2 separate regions of the Sus scrofa genome follow, and region 1 is linked to region 2. The links are chromatin contacts, called in public HiChIP or PLAC-seq maps. All regions are on one chromosome and are shown on one strand. The core of a region is the stretch at or near the end of the contact, and the rest is flanking DNA. Distances in the headings are between cores, read along the strand shown. Region 1 overlaps LARP4 (la-related protein 4). Region 2 overlaps ASIC1 (acid-sensing ion channel 1).

Region 1 (5,386 bases), core at 1,295-3,794, 250 kb after region 2:
GAGGCATCTTTGGGCTTGGACTGGGGTGGGGAGGGGTAGACTGTGCCACTTTGCCATCATATCAGGGATTATTTTGTGACAGCCTACCTCGGTGTGTGTTGAAGCTTTGTGTTTCAAGTAATTTAGAGCAGAAGATATTCTTTCTTGAGTGGTCAATGAAGAGGTTTAACATGAAGAACCACAGGCAGAATATAAAAAGCGTAGGATAGGCAAAGCGATGTATATACATGAAAGAGGAAAATAAGCATTTTACTGAAACACTGAAATTTACTTTCAACATGTTTTTGTTTAATCTTACTGTCACTTGGGAATCTTCTTAAACCTGGAAACAAGATAGAGAAAATTAACCTTATTATAAGCTGTGCTTGAACACATTTGCGGGAACATAGATAACTCACAGGGAAATTGAGTGACCCTAGAACTCACAAAGGTAAACTAGTAAAATTAATATATAATCCCTATTTATAAAAGTCACCTTAACAAGGCAGAATATCTCCTATGACCAAAATCAGGAAGAGCAAGCCTCAGTAATAGTTCATTACTTATTAGACAGTATTCTTAAACCTAAAATTAGAACATGGCCTAAAATATTAACAGCATCCAGGGCATGGACTTGTTTGTATTTTCCGAACTTTCAACATGAACATGCATTACTTTTTTTGTTGTTGTTGTTGCTTTTTAGGGCTGCAGTCTAGGCATATGGAGGTTCCCACGCTAGGGGTGGAATCAGAGCTACAGCTGCTGGCCTACCCCACAGCCACAGCAATGTGGGATCTGAGCTGTGTCTTCAACCTACACCACAGTTCATGGCAAAGCCAGATCCCTGACCCACTGAGCAGGGCCAGGAATTGAACCCACATCCTCATGGATACTAGTCAGATTCATTTCTTCCACGCCACAATGGGAATTCCTGAACATGATTGCTTTTGTAATTGGAAAGAAATTATTTTACTGAAATTTTCATAAGGAAATCATCATATAAATATATAAACTTGTGCAAAGATATTTGCTGCAGCGTTGTCTGCAGTGTTGAAAAAGATACAGATTTCTATCAGTAGGAGAACAGTTCGCTAAATTGTGATAGCTCTATGCAATAAATATCATACAGCCAATACATTAAGTCTAGGAGTTCCTGTCCTGGTGCAGCGGAAATGAATCCGACTAGGAATCATGAGGTGGTGGGTTCAATCCCTGGCGTCGCTAGGTGGGTTAAGGATCTGGTGTTGCTGTGAGCTATGGTGTAGGTCAAAGATTCAGCTTGGATCTGGCGTTGTTGTGGCTGTAGCGTAGGCCAGCAGCTGCAGCTCTGATTGGACCCCTAGCCTGGGAAGCTCCTTATGCCATGGGTGCAGCCCTAAAAAGACAAAAAGCCAAAAAAAAAAAAAAAACCAAAAAAACCCAAAACAAAAATAAAAACAGGAGTTCCCGTCGTGGCGCAGTGGTTAACGAATCCGACTAGGAACCATGAGGTTGTGGGTTCGATCCCTGCCCTTGCTCGGTGGGTTAACGATCCGGCGTTGCCGTGAGCTGTAGTGTAGGTTGCAGACGCGGCTCGGATCCTGCGTTGCTGTGGCTCTGGCGTAGGCTGGTGGCTACAGCTCCGATTCGACCCCTAGCCTGGGAACCTCCATATGCCGCGGAAGCGGTCCAAGAAATAGCAAAAAGACAAGAAGACAAAAAAATAATAATAATAAATAAAAACAATAAATATCTATTAACATAGAAAAATTTCAGAGTTTCTGTCGCACAGCCGAAATGAATCCAGCTAGGAACCATGAGATTGCAAGTTCTATCCCTGCAATCAGTGGGTTAAGGATCTGGCACTGCCATGAGCTGTGGTGTAGGTTGTAGATGTGGCTCCGTTCCTGGGAGGCTGTGGCTGTGGTGTAGGCCAGCAATTGTAGCTCTGATTCGACCCCTAGCCTGGGAACCTCCATATGCTGTGGGTGCGGCCCTAAAAAGCAAAAACAAAACACAAAAACAAAGAAAAAACAGAAAATTTTCAAAGATGCACTATTATGTGAAACAAAGCGAGTTAAAAGACGTTTCTGATATGAGCCCATTTTTGCAACCAAAATGTAAGTGCAGAGAAATTTTTTTTTTTTTTTGTCTTTTTGCTATTTCTTGGGCCGCTCCCTCGGCATATGGAGGTTCCCAGGCTAGGGGTCGAATCAGAGCTGTTGCTGCCGGCCTGCACCACAGCCACAGCAACACCAGATCCGAGCTGAGTCTGTGACCCACACAACAGCTCACAGCATCACTGCATCGCTGGATCCTTAACCCACTGAGCAAGGCCAGGGATTGAACCCGAAGCCTCATGGTTCCTAGTTGGATTCATTTCCGCTGCGCCACGATGGGAACCTCAAAAAACCCTTAATTGTAATTGATGAATTGCTGGAGGCTCAGTATAGCAAGTCTGAGAGTTAAAAAATCCAAGGGGACCTCATCAAAGGGATCTTCAGAAACTCTACTAGATCCTGACAGTGAAGATTGTAGAAAAATCCCCTCATGTTTCCCTCAGGGGAAGGAGAAGTATAACCGTTTTGAAATACAGCAGAGCATTCTGTTCTTAGCAAATCTGCCCTCAAGAGAAACTATTTTGCCAGAGTCTAACATGCCAGAGTTTTAACGGGACCCAAACTGGAGGAAAAGGAAAAAACAATTCCAGCTCCCTCTAGGCATCCTGTCCCATCTAAGGTAGTGTAGGGTCAGGAAGACTGAGAAGCACTGGTGAAGTTCACGGTCCAGAGGCATAGGTTCTCCAAAAGACTGAGACCTATTTAATCATAGAACTATAAAATGTTTTCCCCTTCCTCCAGACCTCAGCAGCACACCCTTGAAGACCTCTTTTCCTTTCACATAGTATAGCACGTCCAGATTTCAATAAAAAATTACAAGCCTCACTAAAAGGCAGTAAATACAGCTTGAAGAGATGAACAAGCCTCAGAAGCAGAGTAAGATATGTAGGGATGTTGTAATTATCAGGCTGCAATTTAAATTAACTATGATTAATATGCTATGGATTTTGATGAAAAAGTAGGCAGCTTGCAAGAACAGATGGATAATGTAAGCAGAGAGAGGGGCATTCTAAGAAGGAATCAAAAAGAAATGCTGGAGATCAGAAACAAACAGAAATGAGGAATGCCTCTGCTGGCCTGATTAGTAGACTGAGGATGACTGAGCAAAAATCTCTGAGCTTGAGGATATGACAATAGAAACTTCCAGAACTGAAAAAGAGAAAAAAGACAAAAAAATAGAACAGAATACACACACACACACACACACACACACCACACACACACACACACACACACACACACAAGCAATAACTGCAGAACAACTAATAAAAAATGTAACATACATGTTAAGAGAGTACCAGGAGAAGAAAGAAAGCAACAGAAGCAACATTGGAAGCACTGACTACTGAGAATTTCCTCAAATTAATGTCAGACACCAAACCACAGAACCAGGAAACTCAAAGAACACCAAGCAGAAAAAATGCCAAAAACAACCTATATTTTTTGTGGCCATGAAAAACACCTTAACAAACCTGAAAGAACAGAAATCATCCAATGTCTGATCTCACACCATAATGGAATTAAACAATAAAAAAAAGTTAACTGGAAAATCCTAAAATACACGGAAATTAAACACCCTTGGAGTTCCCAGCATGGCTCAGTGGTAACGAATCTGACTTGTATCCATGAGGAAGCAGGTTCAGTCCCTGGCGTCACTCAGCGGGTTAAAGATCCGGTGTTGCCATGAACTGAGGTGTAGGTCACAGTCATGGCTCAGATCCTGAGTTGCTGTTTGTGGTGTAGGCCTAGCAGCTCTAGCTCCAATTCATCTCCTAGCCTGGGAACTTCCATATGTCATGGGTGTGGCCCTAAAAGACAAAGACAAAAAAAAAAAAAAAAAACAACTCTTGTAAATAATACATGGGTCAAGGAAGAACTCTTAGGAAAAATTTTTAAATATTCTGTATCAGGAGTTCCTGAGCTTTAATGAACCCGACTAATATCCATGAGGACACGTGTTTGATCCCTGGCCTTGCTCAGTAGGTAAGGATCTGCCGTTACCATGAGCTGTGGTGTAGGTCACAGAGGTGGCTCGAATCTGTCATTTCTGTGGCTGTGGTATAGGCCAGCAGCTACAGCTCTGATTCAACATCTAGCCTAGGAACTTTCATATTCTGCAGGTGCGGCCCTAAAAAGACACACACACACAAAATTTTTTTTGAATCAAATGAAAATGAAAATACAATTTATCAAAATTTGTAGGATGCAGCAAATGCAGTGCTTAGAGAGAAATGTAAGAATTGAATGTACATATTAGGAAAGAAGAAAATTAAATCAATAATCTGAGCTTCCACCTTGGAAAACTAAAAAAAAGAGGAACAAACTAAATACAAAATAAGCAGAAGAAAAGAAATAATAAAAATTAGAGTAGAAATCAAAAGGGAAAATCAACAAGCATATCTGGGCATCTTGCATTTTATCTGGGAACCATATTCATCCATAAACCAGGTATTGATGTTGTTTCAAATTACATATATAGTTAAGTACAAAGCTAAATGTGTAGGAATAATAATAGCAAATTCAGAATAGTGGTTTCTATGGCGCAAGAAAGAAAAATGCTATTGGTTAGGGGTACACATGGAAATTCACTCTTATGTGTCTTTGTATTATATATTTGTAATTTTTGCTTTTTGGGTTTTTCCTTTCCCTTCTTTTTTAGATAGCATGTTTTATTTCTTAAACTTAGAGCTGTATATGCAGACTTTTTCTTTTTTTGGTTTTTAGGGCTGCACTTGTGGCAAAGGGAGCTTCCCGGGCTAGGGATTGAATCAGAGCTACAGCTGCTGGTCTATGCCACAGTCACAGCAACCCCAGATCCGAGCCGCGGCTGCAACCTATGCAACCTACACCACAGCTCATGGCAACGCCATATCCTTAACCCCCTGAGTGAGGACAGGGATCAAACCCACAACCTCATGGTTGGTTACTAGTCGGATTCATTTCCACTGCGCCACAATGGGAACTCCTATATGCAGACATTTTTTCATATGACCATGCTTTTTGCTGTCTGAAATATTGATAATAAGTATTTAAAAATCTTCAATAGCCCTCTAGATAAAGTCCAGGGAACCTACCATGGATTACAAACAACTTCATGGTTTCTCTGACTCTTCTTACTATCTTGCCACACCCAGTTTGTATACAGTGGTCTGGCCAGGCTGATCAATTTTCCTCAAAAAAACCTCTACGCCTTTGCTGTTTTCTCTTTTAAGCACACTCAGTGCTCTTCCCCTTGCCACCTACCTTCCTCTTGTTACTAAATCATCACTTAATTGTCTATATCTTTAGGAGACCTTCTCTTCTCTAGC
Region 2 (5,546 bases), core at 443-2,942:
AAGGGGAACCCTCATCCAACAGTAGGAACTCTGCTCCTGGAAGGCAGTGTAGGGGGCACAGGAAGGGCTTCTGGTCCCTTAGAGATCCCAGCTTCCTTGGTAGGGGGAGGGGGAAGTCCTGCAGTGACAAGCATTCCCCCTACATGTGCTTCTGAGTCCAGCTCAACCTCAGGGGATGGACTGGTAGTCAAAGTGGTGTTTGGCCAGGTTCATCTCCCAGCTGCGGCTGAGTCAGCTTGGGAGAGTCTGGGGAACCCGGGCTAAATCCGGGAGAAGCTGGTTTGGAAATGCCTTGGGACTGAAGAGGCAGAGGGGCATGGGAAGAGCATCCCAAGCAGCCCTGTGGGGTAGGCTTCCCCTGAGCTACCAAAGACCCACACACAGGCCTCCCCCTCCCACCTCTTACTTCTCGGTGGGGTGCTTTGTTGCCAGGGCAACAGGGTCTGAGAGTCCACTCTCCCACCCCACTTTGAGGCCAGACAGGCCAAGGCAGGGCAGGGGTTCCATGGAGGGGGCTGGGGGGGCGCAGCTGTCTGCCGGTGTCTGGGTGGGGGAAGGGGGAGTGAGCACAGTCGCAGCTGGTGCCAGCCTCCAGCTGCACCTTATCTGTCCCTGGCAGTGGGAGCGCCGATGTGGCTGGAATGCTGAACAGCACCAAGGGGAGGGGGCTGGCAGATGGTGGCCCAGTCTGCCCTATGCCACCCCCTCCTCCTCCAGCTGAGACCCAGAGCCTTTGCCTGGGGGAGAGAGAAGCAGGAATTCATTTCTGGACCTGGAAGAGATGGAAGGGGAGGGCAGAGAATGGAAATCACAGGGGTGGGTGTGCAGGGGGGATAGCGTTCCTTCAGGAGGAGGTGGAATTGGAGGACAAGGGATGGGGGACAGAAGTCCCTGAGGGGATCCTGGAGTGGGGACAGGAATCTCCCAGAGAAGAGGCAGAGTAACAGGGGTGGGCAAAGAAATCCCACCAAGGTTCTGAAGTGGAACAGGAATCTTCTGGAGCCCCTGGGCGGGGGGATGCTATGAGATGGGCGATCCTGGGACTCAGAGGGCGGAGGGAGAGGTCATCTTACAGCCAGCAGAGTGAGGGATGGCAGGTCCCAGGGAGAGCCAGGACTAGCAACGGGAGCTCCCTTATCTCCAGGGCCGGGTCACTCTGCCCCTTCACCGACACCCCTCACCCCCCTACACCCACCCCATAGCAGCTCAGGAGACCCCGGGGGAGGGACCGGCCTCACTACCTGGGTCTATTCCCTCCAGCGGAGGAGCTGCGGAGGGGAAGGCTGCCCAGACGGCTACCCTCAGAGAGAGAAAGGACCATAGGTCTACCCTACCCAGAGACCTGGTGGCTTTTGCGGGGGGTGGGGGGGTTGTGCAGACAGGGGAGTGAGCACGGGAGAGGAGAGGCTGGAGTGGGGAGGGTAGCTTTGGAGGAGGGGCGCCCCGCTCTAGCGTTCTTGGCTGCCTCCTCCCACTTTATCCTTCCCGTCTCTCCCTCCCTCCTTTCCTCAGAAGTGCCAGAGTTTGGAGGGAGAGGACTGGGGTAGAACAGAGCCAGGTGCAAGAATCCTGCGTTGGGGGGGGTGTCTCTCTCTCCTACTCGTTCCTGAGCTCGCGCGCACGCGCACACCACACACCCCCTTGGGTGACTCAGTTTCCTTTCCCACCTCCTCCCTCTCCTCCTCCCCCATCGCTTGTCATTTCCGACTCCGCCCCTCTCCCGTCTACTAAGAGGCTACTACTCTCGGTTAATTGGTCCCAGGCCGTGGCTAAAGTAATAGGGAAGGGCTCTAAGTGCCTGTGGGGGCAGAGCCGGAGCGGAGGGGTGGGGAGCAGCAACGCTTCGCAGCCTTGGGCTTCTCCCGCTCCAGCCAGGGGAGAACTCGACGTCGGGGCCGCTGCTGCACCCGGTGTGCGTCCAGGTGGCAGAGGGGAGGCCGGCGGAGGGGTCTGGACGTTTCTGCCGTGAGTGAAGTTTGTTTGGGAGCCTGCCTCAACTTTGTGGAAAGCAGTTTCAATTCTTGGGGGATGGCGAGGGAGACTGAATACTAAGCCCGAGGGGCTGGGGTTGGGAGTCAGACTCCACTTGAGCACTGCCTGTGACCGGCGGAGCCCCTCGGAAGGGCCAAGCCCCGTGCTGGGCACCAGGGGGCGGTGGTGAACAGGCCGACTCTGTCCCCGCCTTCCGGGAGATTAGAGCCCCGGGCAGTACCCAGAGAGGCCCAGAGCGCTGGGGATACTAAGGGAAGCCATTCGGAGCAGAGAGTCGTGTGCAGGAATGAGAGGACCCTCGACGTCTAAATAGAGACCTTCCAGTCTCCTCAGCACAGCTCAGCTATTCAGAAACTCCCTTTCTGCCTTTTTTTTTTTTTTAGGGCCGTACCCGCGGCATATGGAGGTTCCCAGGCTAGGGGTCTAATCGGAGCTGTAGCCGCCGGCCTACACCACAGCCACAGCAACTAGGGATCCGAGCCACGTCTGTGACCTACACCTCAGCTCACGGCAACGCCGGATCCTCAACCCACTAAGCAAGGCCAGGGATCGAACCCTCAACCTCATGGTTCCTAGTTGGATTCATTTCTGCTGCACCAGAATGGGAACTCCAGAAACCCCTTCCTACAGAATGTGTGGCATCTTCCCCAGCTGACAAGCAGCCCGGTTCTCTCCAACAAGGGCCTTTGTCTTTGGCCAGGCTCTCTAGGCACGAGCCTTTCCTCCCTGTTTATCGGAAGTGGCCACTCCAGGGGCCTCTACCCTTCCGCTGAGCACCTTCCAGGCAGGACCCTGATGTGGGGATTCTGGGAGGCAAAGCCAGGAAAGAGACAGCATGAAGGAACAGTGTGCCTTGTCTGTGTGGAGAATGAGGCTGGGTGTTGAGACTCCTGGGGTCTATTTTGGGTATAGTCTCATCTGGTTCCATTTCTCAGCTTCTAGGCTCAATTTCCTGTGACCAAAGGGGGCTCTTAGTGGATTTTTTTCGGGGGGGGGTTGTTTAGGGCCACACCTGTGGCATATGAAAGTTCCCAGACTATGGGTCGAATCAGAGCCACAGCTGCCGGCCTACACCACAGCCACAGCAATGCCAGATCCCCAACCCACTGAGCGAGGCCAGGGATCGAACCGCATCCTTATGATCCTAGTCGGGTTTGTTAACCACTGAGCCACACCGGGAACTCCAGCTTAGTGGATTTTTAAATTATTGCCAGGAGGTCCTATTGTGACTCAGTGGTAACCAGCCCGACTTGTGTCCATGAGGACATGGGTTCGATCCCTGGCCTCGCTCAGTGGGTTAAGGATCTGGCATTGCCATAAGTTGTGGTGTAGGTCACAGACACGGATCAGATCTGGAGTTGCTGTGGCTGTGGCGTAGGCTGGCAGCTGTAGCTCCTGTTCGACCCCTAGCCTGGGAACTTCCATATGCCACACATCCACCCCCACCCCAAACTGTTCTTTGCCAAGGGGAAGTCTCTCCTTCAGCCTCTGGGACTCTGGCCCAGCCCAGGCTGGCCCACGTTTAGAATGGGTGTTCAGTACCCATTTTCCTGGACACATGCATCAGACGTCTTCCTTGTGGAAAAATTTTAAATGAACACGACACTGCTATGTAGTCACCTTGAGGGGAAGTTCCTTTAAGATCCTTTAAGGACAGAGATTTTTATCACCCCAGCCTCTCCAAGGCCACTCGGAGGGGGAGGGAGGGCAAGTTGTGGTTTTTTTTCTGAGCTCCTGTGAGTTCTTGGAAAGAAAACCCTTTCCCACTCCTCTTGTCTGCACCCCCTCGATGTGGCTGACAGGCTTGGAGGCCAGGGAGGTTGGGCTGTGCAGCTGGGTGTCGTGTGTCTGATTGGTGTGCCACCTCATCTTCATCGTGCCAGGCTGGGAACATCCCTAGGGGAGAGACTGCTGCAGTGGCCTTGACCATGAACAGCAGCCAACTCAGGCTTCCTCATCACACCCTGCACGTGCGCCCCAGGTGTGCCAGCACATGTGGGCATCTCCGTGTGCGTATCTGAGAGTGGGAACATGTGGATGTGAACGGGGGCACACACAACTCATTTCACGTGGCTGCAGGAGAGAGCTTCGTGCACGCCAACCTCTGGTCCCATGCAGAGCACATACTAGCAAATTAATCTTCTCTTTCAGTCATGCTTTGCAATTTACAAATTCCCTTTACTCTAGCTTGTGTGATCCTCATAATTCTGGGAGGTGGGCAGATTTTAAAGTCTTCACTTGAAAGTTGAGGAAACTGAGGTTCAGGGCTATTACCTGACTTGCTTGAGGTCACACAACCAGAAAATGCCAGAGCAGGACCTTGACTTCAGATCTTCTAAGTTCAGGTTCTTCATGCATGATGGTAGGAGCTGGGGGGGGGGCATGGAGGAGGATACCCAGCTCCCCTGCTGTCCATGCTCTAAGAGGCAGTGTGGTGAGGAAGGATAGGACAGAGAGGGTGCAAAAGAGAAGATCCCCAGGGGTTCCCATTGTGGCTCATCGGGTTAAGAACCTGACTAATATCCATAAGGATGGGGGGTTGATCCCTGACCTCACCCAGTGGCTTAAGGATCTGGCTTTGCCTCTAGCTGCAGCACAGGTTGCAGATGCGGCTCAGATGCAGCTCAGATCCAGTGTTGCTGTGGCTGTGGCATAGGCTGTAGCTGCAGCTCCAATTCAGCCCCTAGCCTCGGAACTTCCATACACTGCTGGCGTTGTCTTAAAAAGACAAAAAAAGAGAAGCACCCCAGCCTTAGGTTGGGCACACCATCTTTTGACTCCTCTGCCTCTCCATTGCACCGTTTGGCCAAGTCCCAACCTTAGATGGACCCATCATTGGCTTCCTCAGCCAAGCTCTACTAGAGGAAGTCACACAACAGGTCAGCTGGGAATCACGTTGCATTTGTAATCAATATCTGTAAATGGGCCTGCAGTGCTGCCCTGGCAACCCCGCTGTTTTCCAGGTCAGCTTGCTCTCCCCAAGGATTACAGTAAATTTCTCCATTCTTCTCAAACTGCCACCCTTCCTAGCCCCCCTCTCACCCTCAGCGGATGACTTTGTCTCCCACTTCACAGAGAAGATAGAAGCCTCAGACAAGATCTCCCCCCCTTCTGGGAACCTATCCATCTCATCTAGGCAGAAGTCTCAACCTATTCTTTCCACCTGATCTTCTGCCACCCTGATGGGAATTTTACTTTAAGGATTCTGCTTCTGCCTCCGTTATCATCAGTCGCTCCCTCTCCAGTGGAACCTTCCTACTGATGTTGAAACATGCTTAAGGTGTTCCTGTCTTGATACAGCGGAAATGAATTTGACTAGTATCCATGAGGATGTGGGTTCGATCCCTGGCCTCGCTCAGTCGATTAAGGATCCGGCCTTGCCATAAGCTGTGGTGTAGGTCGCAGACACAGCTCAGCTCTGATGTTGCTGTGGCTGTGGTGTAGGCCAGCAGCTGCAGCTCCAATTCGACCCCTAGCCTGGGAACCTCCATAGACCATGGGTTTGGCCTTAAAAAGGAAAAAAAAAAAAAAAAAAAAAGAAGAAGAAAGAAAGA

The links. HiChIP or PLAC-seq counts read pairs in DNA pulled down with a chosen protein or histone mark.
Region 1: an H3K27ac HiChIP or PLAC-seq map of alveolar macrophages shows a contact between it and region 2. The contact joins two enhancer-like sites. A contact is called at or near these places in 13 of 47 Hi-C or Micro-C datasets (embryonic fibroblasts, epiblast stem cells, fetal liver and 7 more) and 2 of 2 datasets of contacts at active chromatin or transcription factors (alveolar macrophages and skeletal muscle).

Annotation. Positions count from the first base shown.
Region 1 is chr5:16,217,642-16,223,027 of Sscrofa11.1, forward strand. All of the region lies in intron 2 of LARP4 (la-related protein 4), which reads left to right. Among named protein-coding and RNA genes, the nearest start is that of LARP4, 43 kb to the left of the region's middle. Within about 2 kb of position 2,545, at least 2 of the 83 cell types and tissues checked have an H3K27ac peak or open chromatin away from gene starts, as enhancers often do. A contact at or near this core is called in alveolar macrophages, where this site is marked.
Region 2 is chr5:15,969,924-15,975,469 of Sscrofa11.1, forward strand. All of the region lies in intron 3 of ASIC1 (acid-sensing ion channel 1), which reads left to right. Among named protein-coding and RNA genes, the nearest start is that of ASIC1, 7.6 kb to the left of the region's middle. Within about 2 kb of position 1,693, at least 21 of the 83 cell types and tissues checked have an H3K27ac peak or open chromatin away from gene starts, as enhancers often do. A contact at or near this core is called in alveolar macrophages, where this site is marked.